2 separate regions of the Ovis aries genome follow, and region 1 is linked to region 2. Evidence: chromatin contacts called from public Hi-C data. All regions are on one chromosome and are shown on one strand. Each heading gives the region's core, a stretch centred on a gene start, on an enhancer-like site or on the middle of the called end of the contact. The rest is flanking DNA. Distances are from core to core; before and after follow the strand shown. Region 1 holds the start of RAP2A (RAP2A, member of RAS oncogene family). Region 2 holds the start of MBNL2 (muscleblind like splicing regulator 2).

What was found. Hi-C and Micro-C count contacts between places; a contact is called where the count stands out from the background.
Region 1: a contact with region 2 is called in a Hi-C map of tail adipose tissue, with 2.3 times the contacts expected there. The contact joins the promoter of RAP2A here to the promoter of MBNL2 in region 2. A contact is called at or near these places in 2 of 16 Hi-C or Micro-C datasets (skin fibroblasts and tail adipose tissue).

What each region holds. Positions count from the first base shown.
Region 1 is chr10:73,974,201-73,980,156 of ARS-UI_Ramb_v3.0, forward strand. It overlaps RAP2A (RAP2A, member of RAS oncogene family), which reads left to right and starts at 2,744. Exons shown (of 2, transcript XM_027973728.3): 1 at 2,744-3,346. The coding sequence starts at 3,033.
Region 2 is chr10:73,752,514-73,758,574 of ARS-UI_Ramb_v3.0, forward strand. MBNL2 (muscleblind like splicing regulator 2) reads left to right here and starts at 1,575. Exons shown (of 8, transcript XM_060394207.1): 1 at 1,575-6,061.

The DNA.
Region 1 (5,956 bases), core at 1,494-3,993, 220 kb after region 2:
ATGGTTTTCCAGTTCCGTTGTAATAGAAGGTACTACACAGGAAGTAAAGAACTATACAAGGAGAGAAAATGTGATGTTTCTTGGCTCTATTTAAACCGCAACATGTCTAGGAACTTATTAACACAATACTCAAGCTGGATATTAAAAGAGATAGTATGTCTATTCTGTGAAAGAAGTATAGCTCTTACAAAGAAACCACAAAAAGCATGTAAGTTTTGCACAATATATGAAAAGTCTAAAAAGCTAATTGACCATTGTATGCACCTACAAAATCATCTTGAAACATGCCTGCCAAAAAAGCTTAGATGTGAAGCTTTATCTCAAACCCATGTGAGCTCTTAATTTTAATTCACCTAGTCACATTACTAGTTTAAGATGGGATAACAGACCCTCTTTGGCTTCAACTCTCTTGAAACTTTCCTCTTGATTCTTAGTTCTTTTGCAATCTGCCTTCGCTGTTGATTCTGGTGGCTCAAATGTAACTCTCATATTTTGATATGTAATCAAGAAATAACGACTCATTTATATATTACTACATATTTTGACAGGGCACTTTCCTGCAATTATTTTAAGCACAAACTTGAGGTGTTATACTATACCAAGGTAATGCAAAGGTCAGCTATCCATTTTAAGGTAAGAGAGTGATACAGCTGTTAGGACACTGCTAAATTTGAGTACATCTTTATAGTAGTTCGATAACTGACCAAAAAAAAGACGATAAAAGAACATGTTTAATTGATTAACACAGACCAAAACCCTCTCTACAAGATGACATCGTGGGGACCAAAAAGGGTGAAGAGGCATACCATGATCAAACCTTGCAGTGGTTGCTGTTTAGCCACTAAGGTGTGTCTGACTCTTTTTGCAATCCCCTGGACTATAGCTCACCAGGTTCCTTTGTCCGTGGGATTTTTCAAGCAAGAATACTGGAGTGGGTTGCCATTTCCTTCTCTAGGGGATCTTACCAACCCAGGGATTGAATTCAGTCTCCTGTGCGAGTCGTGTCGCCTGTATTGCTAGGGGATTCTTTACCACTGGAAGCCCCAGATGAAACCCTAGAAGTATAGAAATTTGTAATTCCCAAGAAACGTATACTAGTAATGGATGGGTGTAGACCGGTTACAGAAGGACATAGTTTAAGAACGGTAAACCCAATAACCAGTTATTGCAAAATACAATCCAGGAATACTTAGGGACCTAAGTTCTCCTAAATTTGACTTTATGGATGGGAGAGAATGTGTAATTAGGAGAACAGTAAGTGGCAAAAGTGAGTTGCTAAAAATATTTTAGGAGGCACACCTGGAGAACCCATGCAGCTACTGCAGTACGTCTCCCTAACGACTAGAAAATTTCTCACCCTATAAACAAGATACTGTTCTCTCGATTCATCCCACGATTTAGCCCGCATCCCTCAGCACTATTTCTGTGTGCCTCATTTAGGCAGAATGCCACGGAGACGACATTAAAGCGAAATTCATCACTCTCGCTTGCAATTCAACTCGTTCCTTCGCCAGAATAGGGTGCTGCGACCGCCACCTCAATCAATGACCCCGCCCAAGCCCCACCAGCTCGCCCCTCTCTCCATACTACCAGTCTGTGTAGGCAGGAGAATCGCGATTTCTGATTGGCTCAGAGCAAGTCTCCGTCATGCGTGAGCTCACCTACCATTGGCTGGCAGAGCACGCTCAGCCAAGCCGTTAGCGATGGGAGGGCGGAGCCTGCAACTGGACTCCCCCCATTGGCTGGTGGATGGCATCACGTGGTAAAAGGTGGCTCTCCATTGGCCGAGAGTGGCACCACGGGGTCCACAGAGGTGGGCTGGTTGGCTGAGATGGACCCCTAGCTCCCGACTAGGTTGTCCCGGGTGGCTGTTGCTAAGAGGTGTCCCTGGGCTTTGGGGCTGTGGCCGAGGTCTCCGCTCTCCCGATTTTCCAAGCGCCTGTGGTGACAGGGCGTGGGAAGAGCTGGACTTTCTCTCAGGCCAAGAAAAGGGCGGGGCTGGGGGAGGTGGGCGGGACCCCCAGCGACGTCACCGGGCGTGGGCCCCGGCTACCGCGGCCTCACTGCCTTGGGCAGTAAGTTCCCTGGGGCCTCTCGCGTCTCCCTGAGTGTCCTGAGGCGTAAAATAAAAGCTTCCTTTCGTGGTGTGCCTGCTTCTCCCTAAAACAAACAGCTTTCTCGTTATCTTTATAAAAACAAATCCCTCAGGAATGCTGACGGACCGGGTGGTGTCCAGCCAGGCCCTCGTGCCAGGGTCGCCGTTTGGGCCCTGCCGGTGTCTCTCTTCTCACTCCCCTCCTCAGGTTAAATCTCGGAGACTGCTCTGGCCCCTCCAACAGCCTGTCTCCGCCAAAGTCTTGAACTTGGCGTGTTCAGGTAGAAACAGCTCCCGTCGCCGGGTGGAGAACTGCGCATGTTCAATATGCCCCCTACCCACTGGGTTTGACGGACTGGGGTGTTGTCGGGTGGCCCAGGTGGTTGTTTATCTAAGCCGCCAGCCGAGGATTCCGCGCGGCGCAGAGCCTCCCGGGAGCGCGCGCGCGCCCGGTCGCCTAGGCGACGGGGGCGCAGGGGCGGGGCTGCGCCTCAGGGCCCCGCCCCCCGGGCCTCCAGGCCCCGCCCCCCGGCAGCGCTGCGGCTCGGACTCGGGAGCGCGCTCCGCCGCCGGGAAGAGCAGCAGCCGCGGCGGCGGCGGGAGGGGAGCTGGGCGTGGAGGCGCGAGGGGCGGGGCGGCCGGGCGGGCGGCACTGCGGGCCCGCGGTTCAGGCGGCTCGGGCGGCTCCTTAGCTCCCGCTCCCCGCTCGCCTTCAGTGCCTGCCGGCGCCCGCGGGGCCGCTTTGCAACCTGGCTCGGCCCCTATGCCCAGGGCTGCGCTTACCTCCGCCGGCGCCCGGGGGACCGCGGCGGCCGTGAGGTGGGGGCGGCAGCGGGAGTCGGCGGGGTCGGCCGCCGGCGCAGGGTCCGGGCGCGCAGCTAGGCGGGCGTAGGTCTATGTCGCGGGCGGCGGCGGCGGCGGCGGCCGCGGAGGGACGATGCGCGAGTACAAAGTGGTGGTGCTGGGCTCGGGCGGGGTCGGCAAATCCGCCCTGACCGTGCAGTTCGTGACCGGCACCTTCATCGAGAAATACGACCCCACCATCGAGGACTTCTACCGCAAGGAGATCGAGGTGGACTCGTCGCCGTCGGTGCTGGAGATCCTGGACACGGCGGGCACCGAGCAGTTCGCGTCCATGCGGGACCTGTACATCAAGAACGGCCAGGGCTTCATCCTCGTCTACAGCCTCGTCAACCAGCAGAGCTTCCAGGACATCAAGCCCATGCGGGACCAGATCATCCGAGTAAAGCGGTGAGAGGGCCGGGGGCGCGGGCAGGGGGCTTCGCCGGTGGGGGCCCCGCGAGCCCTCCTGTTCGGGGATCAGAACTCCCTCCCGCGTGCTCTGGCGTGGCCGTGGGCTGGAGGAGCTGTCTAGCGAGACGGCTCTAGGATCATAACGCTTTATCATAATTTTTTTTTTTTACCAGCATCATCCTCATCCTCTTGAATCTCAAATTTGAGTGCTTTGTTTCACAACTCAAATTTGGCATCCCACAAGCACAGCTCTTTGTCTCTTGGTTGTTACTAGTAGCGCTTGTGCAGAACCCCCAAAGCAAAGAAAGTTTAAAACTCGCAGAGGGGAGAGGGGCGGGTTGGTTTCTGCTGGGAAGAGGGCAGCTGTGCAAGTATAGTGGAGACATTTTCAGATTCAACAACAATAAAAAGACCTTTGCAGTTAGATGACAGCAAAAATTGCTCACACATACGTGGTAAACATGTCAAGTCCGAACGAAAAAGACCTTTCTCATTTCATAGAAGACTGAATGGTGCCAGGGCGTTTGAACAAAAATGAACTCTGCAATTAAGATGAAACTTGAAAGACAGATTATCATATTATTTGAAGACTTGGCTCAGTGGAATCGATAGAGTATATTCTAGTATATAGAAGCACAAATATACCACTCCGGTTAAAGAATGTGACAACTTTTTTCTTCTTTTTTTAGTCTAGCTGCCTTATTCCTCTCAAAAACAAAAAAGAAAGAAAGAAAAGGGGGGAGGGGGAGACATTCCTGAAAATAAAGCAAGTTTCTTCAAAGGTGTGACTCAAATATTAGCTAATGTAAAGTTAATGGAAATAAATAAGCACTTTCCTGATAGGAACTCTTTTACTCTAAACTGTGCATTTTGAAAATATGGCTGGTAGCTTAAATGGCTTATAATATTTGTATTCTCTTAAATTGATTATATTTTTTCCTATAATTTCAAGAATCAGAAATGCAATGTCTCAGTTCCGAGTTTTGGCAAATTTTCCTAATTACTGGTTAAGTGCACATTACTGGTTTGTCTGATTCTTATTATTAATAATTGCTAATAATTTTGATCTAGTGTAATTTTGTTTTTCTTACCCAATTCTACCTATAACCCTAAATTAATAGACATTGGCTGAAAGCTAGCTGTAAGTGTACTGTAGACGTAATCTCATTTTTAGCCAAGTTGAATCAACTCATTTTGAAAGAGCAAATACCAAGTCATGTGCCCTCAGGGGTTGTTCAAAAATTCATTACAAGAAGCAGATTTTTGATGCCACATATGAGATCAAAGGGGAAGCCCTCTCCTGAAGTGCTCCCTGACCTTTAACTCATTGAATATGCACTTTAATAGGTAAATTAAAATTTTGTATATTACTTCTTCCATTAAATTTCAAACTAGAATAAAGTGAATATTTTTATGGTCTCTGATGATGTTCTAAGATCTGTGAATCTGATAGCTTTTTTTTTACTTCTTCAGTATCATTTTCTTAAAGTTAATTGCTATAGTTAACATAGGAATACTTTGGGTGTTAAAGTATATGATATTAAGAGGCTCAAATCTTTAACACTTCCCCTGGTCTGTTAACAACAACAAAAAATCCCTAGAGAACAGGGCAATCAAACACATTGTCACATGTCAATCTTAGGCTGTATACATATATCACATTAAAGTAAATGCCCCAACTGCTCCACTCTTTGCATTTACATATATACAGATAATACATACATTGATAAAGTCACATGCCCAGTGCAAACTTCTTGACAGGAGCCTAGGGGATAGAATAGGGCAAAATGTCATTGGATAGTATAGTTCACAGGATTTTGTAGTTTCTCTTGGTATATTTGAGATCACCAATAATGAGTTAGTCTGAACTTAGTGTACTGGAGCAATTTATTTGTTTGCAGTATGACCCAGGAAGAAAAAAAGTAAAACTCTACTTGCCCTGATGTCATTTTACTCACTCGTGTTAGTTCCTGATGTAAAAGGTTGAAAAAAAAATCAGCTGATGTGGAGTTCATAAGCTCAAGATAATTGTCTGTAAGAACCACTTGGGCCTATCTGTCCTGATATTTTTTTTACCTCACCCTAACCTCATTATCTGGCCTCCCAGCCTATAGCATATTTTAAACAATATTGAAAGAAAGAATCTGTGTATTTTATGTATATTATAATACAGTATCTGTTATGCATTTATTATACGAGAGCAGGCATTCAGTGTTTTGATTCTTTAACTTTTCCCACTTAAAGAGTAAAATGTGATTTTCAAATAAGTGCATTTTCTATTATTTTTGAGGATCAATTTTTAAGCAGTTGCTGTAGGAGGTATTTGTAGTTGTTCTTTCCCCTCTGCCAGTTTCCCCTCTGCCAGTCTGCTTTACATATTACATACAACAGTTGTTTGAGGATGTTTAATATCACCATAATGCTGATGACATAAGTGAAATGTAGAGAGGGTTGATATTTTTGGCCAAAAACTAGTCACTGGTGGAGGGGATATTTAAACCAAATCTGCATGAATCCATGTACTCTTCTCTTCCTCTACACCAGGCTGCCTTTGAACTTGGCATTTACTGACAAATTCAATTATGGAGCCTTTCGTCTACGGCAATA
Region 2 (6,061 bases), core at 325-2,824:
GATAGTTTTAAAGTCATAATCAGAGAGGGGTCAAGAGGGGGATATCCATAAACCTGTGATATTCCATTTACATGCAGCATGATACTAAGGATATTTAAAAATAGTGGTTTACCTGTTCAACCACAGAGATCATTTAAATTTCTAGAAAAATTATAGTAGATGATAGCCTGCAAGTTATGTATATGATGGATTTATACTGGAATGAAACGATAAGTATAAGATTCGAGGGGAATAAAGTACAGTATTCTATTAAAAGAAACAACCTACAAACCATTATGAAATATTGTGATTTTTAAATGAAATTGATAAAATCAAAAGAAACCATTACATTGCATTCCATCTGTCACTTCATTACAGATGCAGCGAACAATCACTTATAAACAATAGCGCCAAGGATTCAACCTTTCAGACTTTGTTCCTGCCTTGGTCTAGCTTTGTAATCATAACACAAGTTTTCCCAAAAAATTCAAAATGTTGTGTTTAGTGGAAGGAAAATGTGTGCTTTTCGTGTTTTCTAAACACCACATATATATATGTGTATATATATATACACAGAGTAACATTGACTGGGGAAGATAAATAAACTTTACTAACCTTTCTGTTCCTTTTTTGCTTTATCTCAGGGAACTTCAGCACCTCCACATTATCCTTTGTGGGGTTGCACCTGATGGCGCCCCTAGGATCACGTGACAAGTGTTTTCAACAGTAAACATCCTCTGGTTAATGGTTGCTTCATTAATGACGATCTGGACCAGTGCACGGTATTTGTCAAGTGGTGAGGAACCTTAGAGTCAGGTGACAGCACACCTAATCCTCTCGGGGGGCCTGCCAAGGGTGAAGCAGAGATATCAATTCCATTGTTCAGAATTCCTTAATTGAAGGTCCCCAGGAGCCTGAAAACTTGGAGAAAAGGTATATGAGCTCCAGTAAGTAACCACGGCCATAACAGATGTTATACAGGAAAACTGTGTTCGGGACACAAGCCTGTTTTGACTTTGACTATGCACTTGGGTTAACACGTTCCTCCTCACTAGTGAAAACCAGATGCAAATGTTTTGCAAGGTGTATTCATTTCCATGGCAGACATGGAATTGTTTGCCTTTAAAGATAGACAGATAGATAGATAGATAGATAGATAGATAGATAGATAGATAGATAGATAGATAGATAGATGCTTTGTCCAATGGGATAACGACTTCAGTTTCATGGACAACCTGGAGGTCTCCTGAATCTGCCCGAGTTTTGTGTTTTCCAAAGTATTGACAGTGCCACCGCGGGCTCTGGGCTGGCTAGGCTTAAAGGGTGTTCTCGGGGAGCTACCCCCTCTCTCTGCTCTGCCAATGATGTGCCACTTTGTCTGGGGGCTCTGACTGCTTTCTTCCGAGAGGGAAATTCCTCTTTCTTCAGTATGGATGCACTGTTTTCACACACCGCAAGTGCTGTGTTGCTGTGTCAGTCATCCTATGAGGGCCCGGTTCAGACGAGCAGCGCTGACGAGCTGGCTGGCGATTGGCTGCCCGCGGCGGGGAGGGATTTGTCGGAAGGAAGGGCTGCAGCTTACAGCAACAGAGTTTAGACTGTCTTTGCTTCATCATCTGAAGGCAAAATTTTCCAGATACGGCAGACGGCTCCCAGAGTACAATAAGCAGGGAATGAGAACTATTTACATGGAAATTTCTTCCTCAGGATGCAGCGAAGAAACCGCGGCCGCTTGATTCTACCAGATGTTCCTGGGGTTACTGTAACAGAGAAGGAGAGACAGAGCTAAACAAGGTAGGGAAATCGTCCCCCCGCCTCTCCTTTTTTTTTCCCCCCTGAATGTTTGAAGAGTTTGCTGCAGTGTGCTGCATTCCGTGTGTGTTGCTTCAGGAAGCCAGGGAAACCGGGTTCCACTAATTCAAATGAAATCCTTGCAGGGGGGGACCCTGGAGTTTTACGTAACGTTTTGATTTGAAAAAAAAAAAAAAAAAGAAAGAAAGAAATGGCCAAGCGTGAATCTCTGCCGCCTGTTTGGGGTGAAGCATAAAACGAGTTTTTATTTCAAAGAATAGGACCATTGATTACTCAACAGAAACCATTTGAATTCTTGGGGACCTTCTTCTTTTCTGGTTCTAGAAAAAAATTTTTTCAGACTGCCATAGTTAGCTCCCGAATAAATAAAGTTTGCGTTGATCCTAAGATTTGAAAACAGACTCGTGATTAAGGGGGGGCGAAAAAAACTTCCTGGTAAATAATTATGGATGAAATGTTTTTTAAAGAAAAAATACATCGACTTATGGGATATTAGGGACCTACCTAGCTCTCCAATGCCATGGCTTTTAATTGAGTTTCAAAAGCACATTTTAACAAGCCAGCTAGAGGTAGCTTTCTGACAAGTTTTCGATACTGTAGTTCAATGTTTACATTTCTTTTTCTGGCATGTCTGAGCCTTTGTTTCCAGCTTAAAAGTGGAACCATTATATTCAAAAGTAAAGCTGGGTTAATAATGCTTACTGCAATTATCTGATCTTTATGCATTTTTAATGAGAACACACAGCCAGCAGAATAATTTAATGAGGGCAGGCTAGCTTTTTAAAGCTGTGTTTTCACTGTGCCGAACCATATCAACTTTCTTGCCGAGAAGCAGCAGTGAGAAATGATGGAGAAGATTTATTTTTAACACACTTGGCCCAAGAGAAGGAAAGGATATATTTGTTAAAGAATTCTTTCTGCCCTTTTCCGTTTTAAATTTCTGCCAGGCATGAGGAAACTGTGCTTTTTTGTTAGGCCTCGGAAGCATATGTTTACAATAAATGTGTAACATTTTTAGAATAGTTAGCAAGCACTGAAGCGAAGGAAAAAAAAAATCTGACTAGCCTAACCACTACCATGGTGAATGTTCTTCAAGAAACACCGCTGGCCTTTGAAAAAGACAAAGGTTAAGTGGAAAGCTATTTGTTGATTGAGTAATATGTGCATTGTGAGGATAATAAAGTAAAAATAATAATAATAATAAAGAGGTTCTTAGAGCCTCTAAATAAGATGAAGTTTCTTCAGCCAGCTTGTCTGAGCAGTGGAAGTCCTCATTTAAATAAGGGCATTGCCACGTAGATTCTTCTAGACCCACTGTTTTTACTTTCAAGGAGAAGTGCAGGACACTCGCCCAGAACTTCTGACGTCATCTCCCAACTATTTTCTGCTGTGTGTTCTTTTATTCAAGCTCGTGGAGAGGAATATTTCTTTATGTCCTGGCTAGGAACGTTCGGACTCTTCCTTGGCAGGTCTTGAGTTATGTCTTCATTTTCCCATCCTTTCTAAAACCGGAGCCGATTCTCCAGCAGAAATGGGGTATCTTCTCCTACCTGCCTCCTCTCGTCGGGCAGGTCGTTTATCTGCAGGGCTCTGGCTGTGGTGGGGAGTGGACTGGCCCTGCCTCAGGCCTCGGTCCCCTCAGCGCAGTCTGTCTCTTGGCACCTGGGTGGACATCACCCAGCTTCCCCCGGGGCCACTCTTTAGGACTCAGGCTATGCCACCAAGTTCACGGCTGGCAGTGATGCTGGGAACAGCTCCTCTGGTAGAAAGATCACCGTGCTCTCGTGTCGATGGACCCAGGGAAGGGCAGTCCGGCATGGCAGGCTCTTCGCCCCATGTCACAAGTGGCAGCCTTGGTCACAGCGATCCAGGGACAGTTAGTTTTTAATAGGGAGCCTTTCGGGGAAAGAATTTCCATCAGAACAGCCTGGAGTTCTGGGGAGTTCCCGGCCCTAGTTTGCACCCTCTTTAGGACTGCTTGGGTTGTGTAGCCTCTAACAAGCACCATCTCAGTTTTTTCTCTTCCTTAATAGAATTGATTAATACTTGCTACACTTTCCTTTATACTTCTAGCATTTTGAGAGACCTTGACCTTGCATCAGAAAAAAAAAAAAAAAAAGTTGTTTGTCTCTTGACACAGTGAGCTAGGATAAAACCACCCTATGAATGAAACTGGAAAATGCCTTACGGTGTTAAGATACATAGTCATGGATACAGAACCCTTCACTCTACGTCATGTTCACGTAAATTTTCTAGGGATATTCATCCTCAGACCACGACATACGATTTCCAAGAAAATCAGAGCGTCGCTTGTGTGCGTGTTCTCCTTTGATCTTGTGCAATATTACTAGAAGCTATGCAAACCAGATCCTTTCAGACACAGGCCTTGTAGTACCCAAAGCATTTAGTGCTCTTTTTGCTTTGACTTGGGTATGAAATGTGTGCAAGTGGAGTGAGTAAGAGAGAAAATAAGAGGAGGGGAGAAAAATACGCTTGTGAAATCTACTGGTTGTATAGCGTCCCTGGTTAACAGCCTGCCTTCTGCCTGCTAGTTGTTTTAATTTGCTGTTGCTATGGTAAAAACAAATCAATATCACATGGCTACCAGCCAGTCCCGCTCGGGGCGTGCCATAGAGACTCGAGATCAGGTACTCAGGATTCCAAGCAAGAACTGGGAGAAGAGAGAGGTTTTAGGTATTGGGTTGAAGAGAATTCCTTATGGGGGACCGATGAGGCTCATGCTTGCGTGTATTCTCTTCCTTTCTTCCTGCCGATAACAAGAAAAGATGGGTATTGTATGTCAACTAGACTAAAAAAAAAAAAAAAATGGGAAGACGTACTGGTTTGTTTACATTTTCCAAAATGACAAAACATATCATCAACATAGAAGGAGGTGGCTCCCATGGGAAGTGGTAAAGGATGCTGATTACTGAAGAGGTGGGATGCCTGCAGGGCATGTTGGTTTTAAAAACAGAGTTTGGGGTCTTGAGAAGCTCCAAGTACAGCGCAGAAGAGCTGGTGGGTCACAAGCCATTGCGGTTGTCGTATCAGGCAGAGAAAGCTGCCTTCTCTGGGGAGCAGGTGGGTGGGTTTGTGTGGGTGAGGGGTGTTGTGGAAAGGTGGGAAGTGGGAGGCACCAATGTCATCCGATAGCAAAGTACCCAGAAAGCTGGATGTCCAACATCAGGCCAGATGAGCGCAGAGCTGGGGGGCAGAGCGGCACAGGGGCCAGGACACTGACCTCTTGTAAAACCTGCCTGAGCCCAACCTGGAGGCCCAGCAAAGAAAGAGAAGTGGCTGTGAAGGGACGTAAAGATGTAACATGCCCCGGCATCCTTTCTGAAGTGAACCAGGTGGGCACAGATGTGCACCTGTGGAACAGGAAACTTGGTACTTCATGCTCTGCTTTCTTGCAGGAGGAGGCAGGAAGACTTAGTGGGGCTTTGTAAATTAGTTGCAGTACTGTTTTTTTCCTCCAGTATTGTTACTCAGTGTAGTTGTTTCTTTTGTTTGTTTTTTGTTGGATTTTTTTTTTTTTTTTAATGTGCAAACGGTTACTTGTGGCTGTGATGATATTCATGGTGAGAAGCCCAGGGTGGCGTCATGGCTGGTTTGCATCAGGCGTGTGCCTCCATGGCTCAGCATTGTTGAGCAGAAGCTGGGCCCGGCTCTGTTGCTGAGAGTGAACACAGGTGTGAAAGAAACCAGAGGGTTTCTTCTGCGAGCAGGAGCCACGTTGCTTATGGTTAAGATTTTGGCTGGCTTGCTCCCTTCAATGTGGCAGAAATGCTTGATAATAAAAATGGACCCACCGATGTTCCCTTAGTACACAGACAAAGAATGCATTGTCTCCGAGATCCTGGGTCGATTTGTTCCATCAATCAGTCAACAAGTGTTTATTAAACACCTCTTGGCTCCTCTGGCTTTTGCTGTTTCGTTAGAACAAGTCAATTACCTAATACCTGCCTCTGAGTAGGTGCAAAATACAGGACAGAAAGAAGCGATGCAAAATTGTAAGTTTCAAAGACTTTAATAATAACTTTATTGGGTAATGTTAATTTCACATTGTTAACCATCAGACGTTAATTGTAGGTTTTGAGACAGTTTTGGTGTTTGGGGGAGGATTAAGAGAAGAAATTTTGAGTTTTAAATATCTATCTGTAATTTCTTCACTTCTGCTGTATTTCTCAGCATAATATTGTTTAAATAACACATAATAATGTAAGATGAGGAACAGGCATACAAGAATGCTGCCGTCCAAATCCAAAAT